Regions from separate parts of the Triticum aestivum genome. Here region 1 is linked to region 2. The links are chromatin contacts, called in public Hi-C maps. All regions are on one chromosome and are shown on one strand. Each heading gives the region's core, a stretch centred on a gene start, on an enhancer-like site or on the middle of the called end of the contact. The rest is flanking DNA. Distances are from core to core; before and after follow the strand shown.

Region 1 (5,157 bases), core at 2,098-4,597, 220 kb before region 2:
AAGCGCCTGACCTGAGCTTGGGGTGTTGGAACTCGAGGTGGGGAAGGATTCGATTGAGCGCGAGAGGAAAAAGGGACAGGTCTTGGCCTCTTTAGAAAAAGGGGAATATCAAGCGTCCTCCTCGCGGCCGTTTTGGGGCTCACCTAAAATCGAGGAGTCATACCAATGGGACGAGTGTGTTACCCACGTCTGTATTGATGAGAATCCCATAATAAGGGGACACGATCTCTGCTTCGACAAGACGTGTCAAGAAAACCGCATCGCGATATGCGCGGTGCTGGTTGAGAAAAACGGTTCGAATAATGACCGGGCCATGACGTAATGTCGTGCTGTCTAAACACGTCAGCAGATTAGATTTGTGGAAATATTATTCTCTCTACGATGGTATGTGGAAATTATTTTGCAGAACCGGGCACTATTCTGGTGTTCAAAATCTTCTATGGAGTATTCGGAGGAGGAACCCGCCTTGCAATGCCGAAGAAATACTGGGCGTCGGACTCATTGTCATTGAAGCCTGGTTCAGGGGCTACTGAGGGAGTCCTGGATTAGGGGGTCTCCGGACAGCCGGATTATATCCTTTGGCCGGACTGTTGGACTATGAAGATACAAGATTGAAGACTTCGTCCCGTGTCCGGATGGGACTCTCCTTGGTGTGGAAGGCAAGCTAGGCAATACGGATATGTAGATCTCCTCCCTTGTAACCGACTATGTGTAACCCTAGCACCCTCCGGTGTCTATATAAACTGGAGGGTTTAGTCCGTAGGACAACATACAATCATACTCTTGTAATACTCATATCATCAAGAACAATCAAGCAGGACGTAGGGTATTACCTCCATCAAGAGGGTCCGGACCTGGGTAAACATCGTGTCCCCTACCTCCTGTTACCATCCGCCTTAGACGCACAGTTCGGGACCCCCTACCCGAGATCCGCCGGTTTTGGCACCGACAGTAAGCTTGCTCACTGTAGCACCTCCGCACTCCGCGTGTTCCCCATTGGCTACCTTCGGCTTCACACTAAAGGTCTTGAGCCATAAGCCGAAGTGTGGGGCAATACGGAGAAATGCCTCGCACGTGATGATAAACGTCGAGATGTGGAAGAAAGAATCTGGGGCTAGATCGTGGAAATCTAGTCTGTAGTAAAACATGAGCCCCGGACGAAGGGATGAAGAGCGAATCCTGGCCCTCGCAGGAAATGGAAGATGAATACAACCCTCTCGCTGGATCTGGGAGTATGAATAACCTGTCCTCGAGCAGGAAGCCTGTGGGGGATCTCCGCGGTCAGGTATATGGCCGCACGAAGCTTCGCAATGTCCTCCTCTGTAACAGAGGAAGCCACCCATCGACCCTGGAGGCTGGGTACGGACATGATTGGGCAGCTTGAAGCAATGGAGTCGAACCTCGGGTGCTGTAACTCGAAGTTGGAAGTGCTGAGGAAAGGGTCGGCGTAAAATAAGACGACCCTTGGCTCCTTTACAAAGGCAACGGATATAGAACGCATCCTCCTAAGCCCGAAAACCTGCCTATTCCGAAGGGATCATTCCAATGGAACGGTTGGGTTACCCACGCCCGTATTGATGAGAATCCCACAATAAGGGGACACGATCTCTGGTTCGACAAGACGTGTCAATAAAAACTATGCCTTGAAATGTGGAACGGCGGGACAAGAAACGGTTCGAAATAATGACCGGGCAAGCGTGATGTCACATTACAAAAAGTTGTCGATGGATTGGACTCGTGATATATTATACTCTCTGCGGTTGTGTGGAGTACTTGTGTTGCAGATCCGGACACGTTCATTGCGTCCGAAGACTGTCTTGGAGTATTCGGAAAGGGGAACCCGCCTTGCAATGCCGAAGACAATCTGCGCGCTGGACACCTCGTCATTGAAGCCCGGTTCAGGGACTACTGAGGGAGTCCTGGACTAAGGGGTCCTCAGGCGTCTGGCCTATTAGACATGGGCCAGACTGATGGGCTGTAAAGATACAAAGACCGAACACTCTATCCGTGTCCGGATGGGACTCTCCTTGGCGTCCAAATATGAAGATTCCTTTCTCTGTAACCGACCTTATGTAACCCTAGATCCCTCCGGTGTCTATATAAACCGGAGGGCTAGGTCCGTAGACGGGGATGCTCATAATCATAGTCAGACAGGCCAGACTTTTAGGGTTTAGCCATTACGATCTCGTGATAGATCAACTCTTGTAATACTCATATTCATCAAGATCAATCAAGCAGGAAGTAAGGTATTACCTCCATAGAGAGGGCCCGAACCTGGGTAAACATTGTGTCCCCTGTCTCCTGCTACCATCGACCTTAGACGCATAGTTCGGGACCCCCTACCCGAGATCCGCCGGTTTTGACACCGTCATCGCCGTCGCAACCGTTGGTCTGAGTCGTCACCGCCGCAGGTGCCAATAGCAGAGGAGGGCTTATCCTGGAGCCAAGGGTAAGCAAGTAAATGTGAGAGGGCGGGGGTATATTTCGCGCCATCCCGCCTCCACCTCTCCAGCCATCTCGGTTTGAATCCTCCCTGCACCAGCTTTTGCGCCCGAGTTAGCCTGGTTGCCTGGAAGCTGCCGGTTCAAGCGTTCCTAGTGAGCCAAGCTCTGGGATGCTTTAAGTATCGTGCGAATACGAGTCAACCTACTTGTACGCAACCACACGTGCCATTTTCATCATGCTCGACCCTCGTTGGGCTCTATGCAGCCGACCAAACGCATCCTTAACGAACGCCTTGATTATCTGACATGGCTTAAAACACATCAAAATCTGTGTTCCATAACGAACGACAGGCAGAGCGTTCAGACCGGAATTCTAAAAATCCGACGTCAGATTTACAACGAGATGTTGTGGGGGAGACAAAACCCAGGCCGAGGGACCTAGGCCAGGGCGTTAGGAAAAAAATTCTTCCTTGACTGTAACATGTTGTGCACTGTTTGACACTGCAGTGGCACTATAGCAAGTCTGGGGCCGGGACTTGGGCCAATCCTGGCTGCGCGAGTAAATTGCAAAAACCCGCCATAATCCAGTCAAAGTTATAAATGCTTCATGAAAAAACCACCAGAAAACATGCATTTTGATGGGTGTCGCATAATTATGATGATTTTTTTGTAATCTACTCTGGCTTGGCTCCGCCCCCCGTGAGATGCACGGCCATCCTGTCTCGCCATCGAGATTTACGTGCACATGGTCACACAGTGATCTATCGTGACACAAACGACACGTACACGTGCACCATGATCCACCTCTCTTTCCAAAACTTGAATCTGCAGCGAGGCAGCACGACGAAGAGAGCTGCTGCACATGTCGACGGCGATGCTGGAATGCAGGATCCGGTTCTGCATGTCGACTGCCGCCGATGCGCCAGGATTCTTTGCGGAGGCCGGCACCGCACCCGCCGTGCAACACTTCAAGGAACAAGTCAACTCGCAGCGTAGAGGCAGAGGAAAACATACAAAACAAATCGCACAACACGGCGATTTCCGGCCCCCTTTGCCTCTTGGAGAAAAAGATTTCCAGCTTCGACGCCCTTTATATCCCCGTGGCGGCCTCCCCAACCACCCCACCCGCCGCCCCGCCCCGCATCGTCGGCATCATGTCCGATCTCCGCGCCCCGGAGCACCAGGTCGCCGGCCACCGCGCGGCGCCCGACAAGCTCGGCCCGCTGGTCGACGGCGCCGGCCTCTTCTACAAGCCGCTGCAGGCCCTGGACCGCGGCGAGCAGGAGCTGGCCTTCTACACGGCCTTCTCCGCCCACCCCGACGTGCCGCCCCGCATCCGGGACGCCTTCTTCCCGCGCTTCCACGGCACGCGCCTCCTCCCCACCGCCGCCTCCCCCGGCGAGTCCCACCCGCACCTCATCCTCGACGACATCCTCAAGGGCCTCGCCGCGCCCTCCGTCACCGACATCAAGATCGGCGCCTGCACGTGGCCCCCGCGCGCGCCGGAGCCCTACGTCGAGAAGTGCCTCGCCAAGGACCGCGGCTCCACCAGCGTCCTCCTCGGCTTCCGCGTGTCCGGGGTCATGGTCTCCGACCCCAGCGGCGCCGTCTGGCGGCCCGACAGGTCGGAGCTCAAGGGGACCGACATCCCCGGCGTCCGCCGCATGCTCCGGCGCTACGTGTCGTCGGTCGGCGGCGAGGACTGCGCGCTGGCCGCGGCCGTGTACGGGGGCGAGGGCGGGGTCCTGGCGCAGCTGCGCGAGCTCAAGGCGTGGTTCGAGGTGCAGACGCTGTTCCACTTCTACTCGGCGTCGGTGCTGCTGAGCTACGACGCCAACGCGGTGACCGCGCCCGGCGGCGCGCCGAGGGTCAAGCTGGTGGACTTCGCGCATGTGGTGGAGAGCGAGGGGGTGATCGACCACAACTTCTTGGGCGGCCTCTGCTCCCTCATCAAGTTCATAGACGACATTGTCTCTTCTGACAAGGCGCCTCCGGTTCAGTCTTGAGGAGATCCTGGAGCACTTTGGGAGCTGATACAGTACAAAAGGTAAAATCTACGGCCATTGTTTATTGTTCTTTTCGCTTTGTCAGATCTGCCATTGGTACTAGATACCGAGTGAGTAATCAAAAGAAGGATGTAAAGTAGAGTGACAAAATTGCTCATGGTCTTTAGTAGAGTAGTACATTGTCTTCTCCAACGATGGAAGGAAATTGTAGAAAATGAAGAAAACAAGAATTGATTCTGCTGTCATGGTGGTCACAAAATCGGTGGGATTGCACAAACCTCACAAGAGGATAATCGAATAGAATATTGTCACTTGAACAAAATTAGGATTAAGGATGCCACGAAGACATTGCAACTAAAGAATTGGTTCTGCATCTAGAGAAGAGGTAGTTTGCGGTGAATAGAAATGAAGCAAAATTGGGCTTGGACACGAACACTTTTTCCCCAATAAATTGTTATATACTACTCTCAAGTTAGTACAAAGTCGAAACACTTCTTTTAGAACGGAGGTAACAAGCTTCAAGTTGATACCGGTTACTTCTGCCGTTTACAAGATCACACTGTCACGAACAGTATGCTCAACCAATTTTGGATCCTCAAACCAAACAGCTCAAGAAGTTATTCGCCCTTTTGCTACACTGCTCTGTTATTTTGCCACGACACACGACTATAAAGAATATGTTCGGATGTTGGTTGGTGGGTTCTTCA
Region 2 (5,288 bases), core at 315-2,814:
TTGGTGTAATGGCCCGACAATGTAGCCATGTTGGGTAACAAAATTTTGAACACATTACAGACGCGAAGGCTCATACATATGCACATACATTCATTCTTATGAACGAACCCACATGCACGCACAACCTAACAACTGTGAGCGGACATTATATATGGTACATCATCACCATGTCAGACATCTCAATGTTTTGAAACTCCAGTGAAAAGCTTAGCCCCATTTCTCGCAAAACTGGGACAACTGACGCCCGTCATATGCTTTCAAAGCCTTGTTATAGGGTCAACTATAGTGAGTAATCTTGACTCAACGGCTATTGCGTCAAATTGGCGCCACTTTGCACAGGAAGGAGCTCGCCAAAGTTTCCTTGGTGCCTACTCCTTCCGTTTCAAATTACTCATCACAGAAATGGATGTATCTAGACCTAAAATACATCTAAATACATCCATACATGCGATAAGTAATTCAAAACGAAGGAAGTATCATTTAAAGCACATATACGTTATGTTTCGTGATCGTAAGGTTCCTGTCCGAATGGAACCACACGGCGGCGACGCACGAGCTTGATCCAGCTCGTGTCGTGGCGGAGTCATGTGTGGTATGCACATTTAGCAACATCAAAAATATTGAATAAAAAAAATCAAGAACACGGTGCAGTGGCGCAGGCGCGGAGGCGCGCAGCCATGTGAAAGGTGCCGTAGCACCACGCACGCGGGGCCCCCAGCCTACGCTGTTCCCGCGGATCGCCGTCGATGGGCGTCGTCCAGCCCCGAGGAAATATCTGGTACTCTTATCCCTAGGGTGCTCCTGATGCTTCAAAACTTAGTAGCACATTTTTAAATGTTTGAAAAATTCTGAAAAAAATCCATCACATTGACACAACATCAAAGTATGTTGTCATTTTTCTATCTCGAGCAATGTTTCAAATTTTGATTTAAAATTTTTTAACAACATACATTGATGTAGTGTCAATGTGCTCGATTTTTTTTAGAATTTTTTAAATATTTTAAAATGTGCTACCGAGTTTGGAGCACCGGGAGCACCCTAGAGAGGGAGTAGTAGATATTTCCCTGTCCAGCCGCCTACTCCTACACCGCGCACGTAAATGCTTGCCACAGCTCGGTCGACCCAGCCGGGATGCTATTCGCATTCAAATCTCCGAACCAACCGGCCGCGGCCGGCCCGCCGTGATCACATCCCCCGTCCGATGCTTCGTGCCGCGCACTCATCTCAGTCATGCACCCTCCCCGCCGGCCCGTTTTCAGCACGCCACCGTGAAAGATACGAGTAATCATTTGCGCGACTGCCACGTCGTATCGCACAGCAGCCACGTCGGCCGGCTGCCGGAGAGATGAGCCAGCGCGACCCATACAGCCACGGGCACACAGCATGTCCCACTGACCCGATCCCCCGGTGCCGTCGACTCTGTAGCCCCGTCGTGTTGCCGAGACGCGACGTCCCGGCCACACGGCCGTGGCCACATAAACGCGGCGCCCATGCCGGCCCGCCCCGTCCCCGCACCCGCTGGCACTTGGCGAAAGCGCCCACGACGGTGCCCTTAAATTGTTCACGAGCCCCCGTCGCCCCACTCCTCTCGCTTTCTCGCCACATCTCGCCGTCGACCGCCACCCCGTTTCAAAAACCACAGGAGAGATGCCGCGCGGCTCCATCTGTTGGCTGCTGCTGGCCGTGGCGCTGGCGGCGGCCGCCGTGGAGGCCGGCCGGAGCCGGAGCCTGCACCGGGACTTCGACGCCGTGTGGGGGAAGCGCAATGCGCGCTTCTTCGACGACGGCCGGGTGGTGGAGCTGGCGCTGGACCGGGAGACCGGGTCCAGGCTGGAGTCCAAGGACCGGTACCTCTTCGGGCGGTTCGACCTCGACATCAGGCTCGTCGCCGGCGAGTCCGCGGGCACCATCACCTCCTTCTACGTAAGTGTACATGGATCTCTCTGCTGGTCGACTGCATTTTCCTTCTCGTTTCCGCCTGCCTGATTAACCGGCATTGGCCATTTCGTTAACTGGGAGTAGTAAAAAAAAGAGTTGGGCATGTTCAGAGTTCAGACAGCCCAGTTACCCACACGAGTTCGACACTCGTCATTCCTAGGGTGAATTTCGCTTGAGAAAGCAAAGGGTAAAAAATCTCGAGCAGATTAAGGTGAAAATTGTCTTGTTTGGGTCCCCTGCATTTGTCGCTAAAACGTAGTCCCCGGAGGAAACAAGTGTGAATTCAGAAGCTCGCCGATTGGGAGGTTAACTGACGCCCAACTGCAGTGAATTCTGTTCTGGTTGACGCATAAATGTTTGCATAATTGATGAATTCAATTGGGCTTTTGCAATGAATTGGGGCGCCAAGTAGTAGTACCAGTAGGGACACAGATCTGCCGTGCTACACTTAATTGTGTGTACCTACATGTCCTAAAGCCTAAGGATACGACAGAATTTCATGTTCTTTTGAAAAATGTGAGAGCGTCACCATAAAAAAACAGAGAGAGAGAGAGCATCGTCCTCTCCCGGCAGTTAACACATGGTGTACATTGTCTTAATTAAGTCTTGAATTCTATTAAAGAAACATTCATGCTCAACTAGCCGGGTCTGTCTTAGACGTGAATTCCAGTAAGCCCGACTAGACACCATCTGAATACTGTATTCTTCAGGAGATAGAGTCTGGTTCTGCATTATTCAGGCGACAGAATCTGAAACTATTCTGCCGTTTTGAGGAGGGGAAAACAATAATTTTCTCGGGCATAAGTAGTCATGGTGAACTAGCCAGGCTATTCTTAGGCATGAACAGCCAGGTTTGTTCTTACGTGGATTCCACTAAGGCCGACTAAACACTATCTGAATATTGTATGTATTCTTCAGGAGAAGCAACCTTGATTCTGTATTCTTCGGGCGACAGAATCTGGAATTGTTGTGCCCCTTTGAGCATATGTAGTTCATGGTGTCCACGTTAAATCTTCTTTGCGTTCCATTTCAGTGTATAACTAATAAGAAAGATAATCGACGTTGGTGCAGATCTGCACGGGTGGCGCGCGGCACGACGAGGTGGACTTCGAGTTCCTGGGCAACGTGAGCGGCGAGCCCTACATCCTGCACACCAACATCTTCAGCGACGGCAAGGGCGAGCGGGAGCAGCAGTTCGTGCTCTGGTTCGACCCCACCGCCGACTTCCACACCTACTCCATCCTCTGGAACCCGCTCAACATCATGTACAGATCTCTTCTCCACAGCACCATCTTCATCATTCATCAATGGTCCATCCATCATCCTTCCTGACATGCATGATCTTGTCGATTGATTGATCGAATGCAGCCTGTACATCGACGGGACGCCGATCCGGGTGTTCAAGAACAACGAGGCGAACGGGGTGCCGTTCCCGACGCGGCAGCCGGTGCACGTCTTCGCCAGCATCTGGAACGCCGAGGAGTGGGCGACGCAGGGCGGGCGCGTCAAGACGGACTGGTCCGAGGCGCCCTTCGTGGCCGCGTACCGGCGGTTCGACGCGACCAGCGCCTGCGTCTGGCAAGGCGAGGCGTCGCCCACGCGGTGCGGCGGCGACCACCTGCCGTCGTCGGCGTCGTCGTGGATGGCGCAGCGGCTGGACTGGTGGAGCTGGATGACGCTCAACTGGGTGCGCATGAACTACATGACCTACGACTACTGCGCCGACCGGAAGCGGTACCCCCACGCGTTCCCCACCGAGTGCATCATCCCCATCGGCAGGATCTGATCTGGTCTGATGCCGTCCATCAGTTCGTTCATGCGTAGCCTAGGCGGTAGAGAGAGTACGCTTTGTCTCGTGACTCGTTTGCATGCAGGGATTGGATTTGCTGCCGGCAGAATGTAAAGAGCGGAAAAACACAAATGATCGGAGCGCTTTGTTTCTCCTCGTTCGATGAGCTTTTGTGTTAGGCGCTTCAAATCGATTTAAGTTTCTTTTTTTTTTGCGGGAAAGAGAGTTTCATTTATCAGGTTATGATTACAATCAGCAGCAACAATGCTCACAATCTCGTCGGGAGGCATGCGCAACCAGCACGCAGTCCGCTGTTGCGTTCGTCCCATTTGAGCAAGAGTATGGCTAGCTATGTTTACACTACTCCTGATCTTGATTATATGGATCCTCCTTTCTTAAGCCAGTAGCGATCTGATCTCCATCACTTTATGAGTATGTGCTGATCAATCTTGCCCAGATGCTGAGATCATTTGTACAGCTTCGGCACAATAGGTCTCCACCACAATGTCCAGTGTAGTCCAATTGAGGGCTAAAATAATACCTTCATGAATTGCTGCCAACTCGGCCTCCAACGTGTCCATGCAGTTCCCAAAACCTCTGATTGCAGCAAGCATCACAGCCCCAGTGTGATCACGGAGAAGCATCCCACGAGCGGTACCATCCGTGAGCAAAAAGGACCCATCGACGTTGAGTTTTGCGCGGCCGGGGGCTGGCGGTGTCCAATGTTCCACATGTGGTATGACCTTCTGCTTCCATATGGGCTCACCAAAATAATCCACCACCTGTTTACCTTTGGTCAGGTCCGCATCAGGGTATTGTTCCAACGACAATAGCGATGACACATAGCTGGCGAGGAAGCGACGAGAGGCCTCAATTGGAACCGCTGGTTTATGGTGGGTTACTTCATTGCGAACATGCCAAGCCCGCCATAGGATCATCATAATGAAGAGTCATTGGGGAACACTCCGTTTCTCAAGGAGATGGAAGATCCATTCCGTCTCAGTATCCTGAAGGTCGGCATCATTGGGGAGGTCCCAAACTTCTCTCATAGCATTCCAGAGGCCGGCTGCATGGGGGCAGCGAATGAGGGCATGATGAGCATCCTCCGTGTCATGACCGCATATGGTGCAAGCCTGAAGAGATTGCATGTGTTTCAATTTTTTTGTAGCTTATGTAGCTAGAGATTCATGTGCAGCTTTCCATGCAAATATACGTACTTTTGGCGGCGCTTGACTCTTCCAAATCAAGTCCCAGACAGGGCGCCAGCCATCCGGACGAGCTGGACGCTCCAGAATCATTTGTAGACATTTTCTCCTGTAAACCAAGAGAGTATGCACTTTTCATGGAAAACAAGCCGCGGTTATCAGGAAACCATGCCACAAAGTCAGACTCCAGCCCTCACAGGGTTTGATTTTCATGATCACGTCAATGTCAACTTGATAAAAATATTGTTGTAGCAGCCTTCTGTTCCATGTTCCATCAGTGTTCAACAGTTCAGCAACCCATTTGAGACGGCAACGTCTTCTAGGGGTAATGGGCCGGCATGAAGTGCCACGGGGAA

Evidence for each region. A called contact is a pair of places that touch in the nucleus more often than the background predicts.
Region 1: a Hi-C map of leaf shows a contact between it and region 2, with 10 times the contacts expected there. The contact joins the promoter of LOC123148742 here to the promoter of LOC123148741 in region 2. A contact is called at or near these places in 2 of 5 Hi-C or Micro-C datasets (both in leaf).

Annotation. Positions count from the first base shown.
Region 1 is chr7A:624,284,157-624,289,313 of IWGSC CS RefSeq v2.1, reverse strand. LOC123148742 (inositol polyphosphate multikinase IPK2) reads left to right here and starts at 3,347. Exons shown (of 2, transcript XM_044568230.1): 1 at 3,347-4,491. The coding sequence starts at 3,362. The coding sequence ends at 4,450.
Region 2 is chr7A:624,059,430-624,064,717 of IWGSC CS RefSeq v2.1, reverse strand. It overlaps LOC123148741 (probable xyloglucan endotransglucosylase/hydrolase protein 23), which reads left to right and starts at 1,564. Exons shown (of 3, transcript XM_044568229.1): 1 at 1,564-1,923; 2 at 3,010-3,203; 3 at 3,307-3,893. The coding sequence starts at 1,648. The coding sequence ends at 3,724.